Linked DNA regions of Mus musculus: region 2 is linked to region 1. The links are chromatin contacts, called in public Hi-C maps. All regions are on one chromosome and are shown on one strand. The core of a region is the stretch at or near the end of the contact, and the rest is flanking DNA. Distances in the headings are between cores, read along the strand shown. Region 1 holds the start of Nsf (N-ethylmaleimide sensitive fusion protein). Region 2 holds the start of 1810010H24Rik (RIKEN cDNA 1810010H24 gene).

What was found. A called contact is a pair of places that touch in the nucleus more often than the background predicts.
Region 2: a Hi-C map of pre-B cells shows a contact between it and region 1, with 7 times the contacts expected there. The contact joins the promoter of 1810010H24Rik here to the promoter of Nsf in region 1. A contact is called at or near these places in 1 of 39 promoter capture datasets (second pharyngeal arch cranial neural crest) and 1 of 484 Hi-C or Micro-C datasets (pre-B cells).

Annotation. Positions count from the first base shown.
Region 1 is chr11:103,952,760-103,955,459 of GRCm38.p6, reverse strand. Nsf (N-ethylmaleimide sensitive fusion protein) reads left to right here and starts at 1,404. Exons shown (of 21, transcript NM_008740.4): 1 at 1,404-1,490. The coding sequence starts at 1,479.
Region 2 is chr11:107,024,597-107,027,296 of GRCm38.p6, reverse strand. It overlaps 1810010H24Rik (RIKEN cDNA 1810010H24 gene), which reads right to left and starts at 1,428. Exons shown (of 4, transcript NM_001372502.1): 1 at 1,328-1,428. The coding sequence starts at 1,403.

The sequences.
Region 1 (2,700 bases), core at 155-2,654:
TAGGTCTTACTGGTTTCACTGTTAGGTATGTTATATCAATGAATTTAATAATCTTTCAGATGCAAAACTTGAGTAGAATTTCAATGCTAAGATGATATAAGAACGTAGATCCTGTACAGAATTCTTGGAAAGAGAGGTAACTCTTGAGCAAATATAATTTTTGCTTAGTTCTGAGTCCTTTCTTAGAGACACTCATTACAGTGAAGATATTGATAGTGTGAATGGTTCTGACTTACTGACTTACCAGTTACTAAAAACTGGTCCCTATCTTGACCACCCTAGCATAGGAAATACCCCTGTAGCTCCCTTTTATCCCTGTCGGTGTGTACACCCTTTTGTTTGCTGTTCCCTGGGCCTGCTGAGTGCTTCTCAGGACTGATTAGGCTGCACCCCCTACCCCTAGTATCTCCCTTTTAGAGTATTTCAAGGTCTTCAGGTTTGCTCCCAGGAAGAGGTACCCATTCCATCCCAGAGACTTTCCTCTAAGAGGGTTCCTCCAACTTTACTTTTCCTTTTAGGGAGTAATCTTATTGAATATCTCATGTATTCTCATAGATATCATGTCTTATTTTTACATGTTGCATACATTTTAAATGACATTATATATTTGTAAGGGGACCCAAGAGTACTTTAGAGAAAAGTGCTGAAGAGGACATAAGGGAACGGATATGAGGAGGCTATGTCAAACATTCCTCCTTAACCCTGAAGTCCTGCTACATGCTAAAAGTCTCACTTTCAGCCTTGGCAGGACAGGGTACACCTGTCTTGTTTCCTGTGTGAGACTTTTACTGCTGTGCTGCTTATAGAACTATCTTCTGGTATTTTGTCTTATCCAAATCATTTTAGTTTTTCTGTGGCATTGTTTTTTTTTTTTTCCTGAGGACTCAAAATAGAGTTTTGAACATGCAGAGGTGGATGGCGGAATACCAATGCACGTTAAAACAAACGAACAAACAAACACCTTAAAAAAGATAGAAGTTGTGCTTATAAATGAAAATATCGAACTATAAAGCTAGCGCATATATAATTATGATTCACTCTCAAAACAAGTGTGCCTGCAAAGAAAAGCTCGGATTCGAATAGAATCCGAATTCAGAACCAGCTTTTAGCTATTGCGCGCCCCCTCCACAGTCCCCTTTGGGGGAAAGGCCAGCAACCACGCGGGGTTTTCTCGGCGCATTCTGTTTTAAGAGGTCTGGAAGCAGAAAGCTAAAAGTCCATTAAAAGGCCACGTGGCCAGCTTTGTGAAAACCGGGTAGCAGTGAGGCGGCCAGCTTGTCTTCAGCCAAAATGGCGGTGCTCGGACTGCGCGCTCGCACGGGATGGGGAAGGGCGTCGGGGACGCGGCCGGGCGCGGGCGCGGCCTCCCGGCGGCTGCGCGCCTGCGCGAGGGCCGGCTGCCGGCGAGCACGCGCGCGGCGGAGGCGGGCTCAGCAGAGTGCGGAGCTGCAACCTGGGAGCCGGACGTGTCCGCGAAGATGGCGGGCCGGGTGAGTGGCGGCCGGGCAGCCCGGGCTCGCAGCGGATCGCCCGAGGTCGCGACTGCTGCGAGGTCCACGAGGGCTCCGGGGAAGGGGCGCGAGGCTGAGCACCCAGGAACGCTGAAGGAAGGGAGGTCAGAGCAACGCTGGAGGCGAGACAGTGTAGCTGCGGCAGGGGATTAGCTCTGCTCAGAAACTCTGTCCTCCCCGAGGGTTGTCTCTTCGTCCCCCGGGTCTCCAGTGCTTCCCTTGTCATCCCCTGGGGCTCGTTTCTCTCGTCCTTCAAGCATCTTGAGGGTAGTGGCCACTGGAGCCCCCCTCTGACGAGCGCTGTGTGCCCTCCACACTCCTCCGAGGGTTTCTGAGGTGGCACTGCCGGATAACCGCGGGGTGTAGTCTGCTGCAGTCAGGGCGAGGGTGTGGGAACCCATTTCTAGTTCTTCCTAAATGAATGTTATGAAAAGAGGAGGGGAGGTCTGCAAATTACTTTTACGGCTAACCTTAGACCATCTCCTGGGGAGAAACATATCAGCTGTGAAGCAGCAATGTCTTTCGTGCAGATGGACTTGGGGTGTCACGTTTTGTTTTTCTAAATGACAGTCGATTCGAATGCAGCAGGCTGTGTTGTAGTCTCAGGGATTTACATTTTACTTCCCCATTAAGCTCGTAGGACGGCGGGGTAGGATTGGGGTTGGCGAGGAGAGATGGGGCCAGGTCACTGCTGTTATTGCAGTAGGCATCAGAGCTAATATCGCTGATGGATGGATCCTGCCCAGAGATTGCCCTGTTCGAAACCTGGGGACATTAACTGCGTCATTACAGACTAACGTTGTGCTTGACTGATTCACTTACACCTGAATATTTGAATAAGTTTGCATACATGTATGCATATATGTAAATGTCCTGTCTAAAGAGAATTGTAGGTCATGAGATTCTAAAGTCCCAAAGAGACGGTAGAGGTCATCAGACTAGCTCCATCTTTTTCTCTTCCTTTTTTCATAATCCCCCTTTTATCTCAAGCTGACCCTTTTAACTATTTCAGGGTCTGTTTTTGCCTCCTCAGGAGCCCCTCTCCTGAATCATCAGCCCTTCTGGAATGCACTGGTCTCTTAAACCCTCCCTCTGCCCCCACAGACTTTTCCTCTAACCATTTTTTTTCCCCCAGTGGCAAAGTCTGGTGATTTTCTGTGTGTGTTGACTCTCATTTGCCTACCACCTG
Region 2 (2,700 bases), core at 179-2,678, 3.1 Mb before region 1:
CCCTGACGACAGAACTATTTGGTTTTCCCATCCGTGTTTACACTGTCATCTCGGCAAGGCAGCATCAAGAATTTGTGAGTGGATTTTTTTATCTGGCTTCTTGGACACCACTTAGTAGTAAACAACAGCTTAGAAGGGGTTTTTAAAGCTTGGCTGGGAGGCAGAGGCCCCTGAGTAATTATAAAAGCATTACCCCTCCCCATTAGGAAATCTCCCGAATATCAATACACCTTTTTAAATTTTATTAATGATTTTCTTCAGCTCTGCATACAGGTTGGAGCACAGCTTCAAGTCTGGGCAACTTTGCATGTCCAGGGATGCAATCTCACCACCTCCCAGTGCTCCTTCAGCCAAGCACAGCCCCACAACCTACTTTCCCTCGTTTGCATTAAAGAGCTTGTTGTGCCCCTTGCAGCCTTGACAGCACTTCCTTTATAATGATGCATCTTGCCAAATGAATAATCTTAAAAAATCAGCTTTCTCCCAGCAGGAATGGTTAGTTACACAGTTTGTGTTTTTGCAAAGCCATTGGATCTGACTCCCTCCCTATGTTAAACCTGCACACCATGCATAGCCGATAGATAAAGTTCTGGTGGCTATCCAACTCCTGTCAACTGTTGACCTCAGCTGCTTCCCCTCTAGACCACCATCTGTTGTCATGGAAAAGATGGTCTAATGTGGAGTTAAATGCCAATGAAGTCGTTCAATTTCCGTGTGGAACAACAACAATAAAATGACCTAAAATAAATTGCCCAGTTAGGTGTGGAAGCTATTATTCCCAGAGACAGTAAGATGAGCAAAATATCCTAACAATAGCAAAACAAAAACACCACCTGGCCAAGACTGCCTGATTTGTGTGTGTGTGTGTGTGTGTGTGTGTGTGAGAGAGAGAGAGAGAGAGAGAGAGAGAGAGAGTGTTATCAAGGTTCAGGTATACCAGAGGCTATACCAGAGCTGCGAGAGAGGAGTAGAATGCCCAGAGTTGTCGCACCATTGCTGGCCTGTGTCACCATCCCAAGCCTGGGAGCCTGTCCACAGCGCGCCGCGACCCCTTTTGACACTTTCCCTCCTCCGGATGCAGCTATTTAACATGCAAAGTTTTCTCCAGCTTGCCTGGCTCGCACGAGATCATTTCAGCAGCTGAACCCGTCTTTCCTTCTGAAAAGGCTGCCAAGGGACATGAAATATTGGGAGACCCTTGTCGCTGCTTTCTGGCACGCACGCAGACCCGGAGTCGCCTGTCCCGCAGGCTCTGACCCTTGGCTCGTCCCGCCCTGCGTCTCGCCCCTTTCCCAATCCCTGGGGCGCTGCATTTTAGCGACCTCACCTTTTCTCTCCGCCACCGGGGCTTCGGGGGACCATCCGACGATCAAACAGAGAAGCCAGAGGGCTCGAGCTGTCATTTTTGTAGACAGGGTTCCCCAGGCTGGAAAACGCAGCGAGGGCTTTGGCTCGCTTCCTCTCCCCCCACACACACCCCCACCCCCGTTCATGCTAATGAGGGGCAGCCTTTGGGGAAACGAGCATAGCTGGCTGCACAGACCATTGAAACAAAACGGAGCGGCGGGGATCTCTCCCTCTTTCCGAGGGGGGTCGGATGTGTGGTCCGGACTGGGCTCTGTGGGCCAGGAGAACAGCACGGCCTTGAGCTCTTGCTCCGGGTGGGTGGTGTGCTTGGGGTGAGGTGACAGGCTAGGGGAGAGTGAGGGTTTTGAGGGGGCTGAAGGAACGCGAGTGATGAAATCAACAACAAATAAATTAGCGCTTAGAATAGCTTGAGCTTGTTGAGGGGAGGGGACTCCGGATGACAAAAAAACGCATTCCAGGACCTGTGAGGCAATTGCCTGACAAACCAAGTTTGGCAAAGCTGTTTGACTGTATATGCAATCTTGATATTCTAGAGTCAGAAACGGGCCGGGGGGTCGGGGGGGGGGGTGTGAGCAAATTTTTTTTTTCTTGACAGCCCTCTCCTCTGCCCCCTTCCCATTCTCCTTCCCTCTTTTCTCCCTCCACCCATCCATTGATAACTAGTATTCAGTTGGCCACATTCACCAAGTGTATACTGAATGCCTAAAGATTGGCAAACCACCTTTCCAATGCTGGGGGCATCTCACTGCTTGGGAACAGGCAGTTTTTATTGTGTCTAAGAAAAGCAAACTCCTTTGCTGCTTATGTTCAGCTTCCTGACACAGCATCACAGCTCGATCGGTCCTGAGGGAAAGGCTTTTCCACTCAGATGAAATAAAACCGTCATTTGTCAAGGGGTGGGGGTGGGGAGATTAGGGTATCATTTCTCCAGAACAGGTCTGAAGCCTCGGGACTAATTCTCGGTCCACAGCTTCAAACCCAAACAGATGCACGAAGGCGCGAATGGCTTGGTGTGAGGTACACAGAGTTGCTGAGGAAGCCTCAGGGTTCTGCGTCACTGATCCAGGGGCCTGACGCTAGAGTGCTGGTGGACTGAGTAGAGTCTTGGGGGTCTCAGAAACTACAGAGTGGGAACACTCAGGCAGACAGAGGCAGGTCTCCATCTTCTGAAGAGACTAGGAGGCAGACTAGGTACACAGACCCATCAGTTTGTTCTCTGAGGTAGGAGTTATGGCTCAACTGGCTCAACTTCAGCTGCCCGAAGAATAACATGAGGGATGTAACTCAGTCAGTAAAATGCCTGCCTTAGAGGCAGGAAGTGCCGGATTGGAT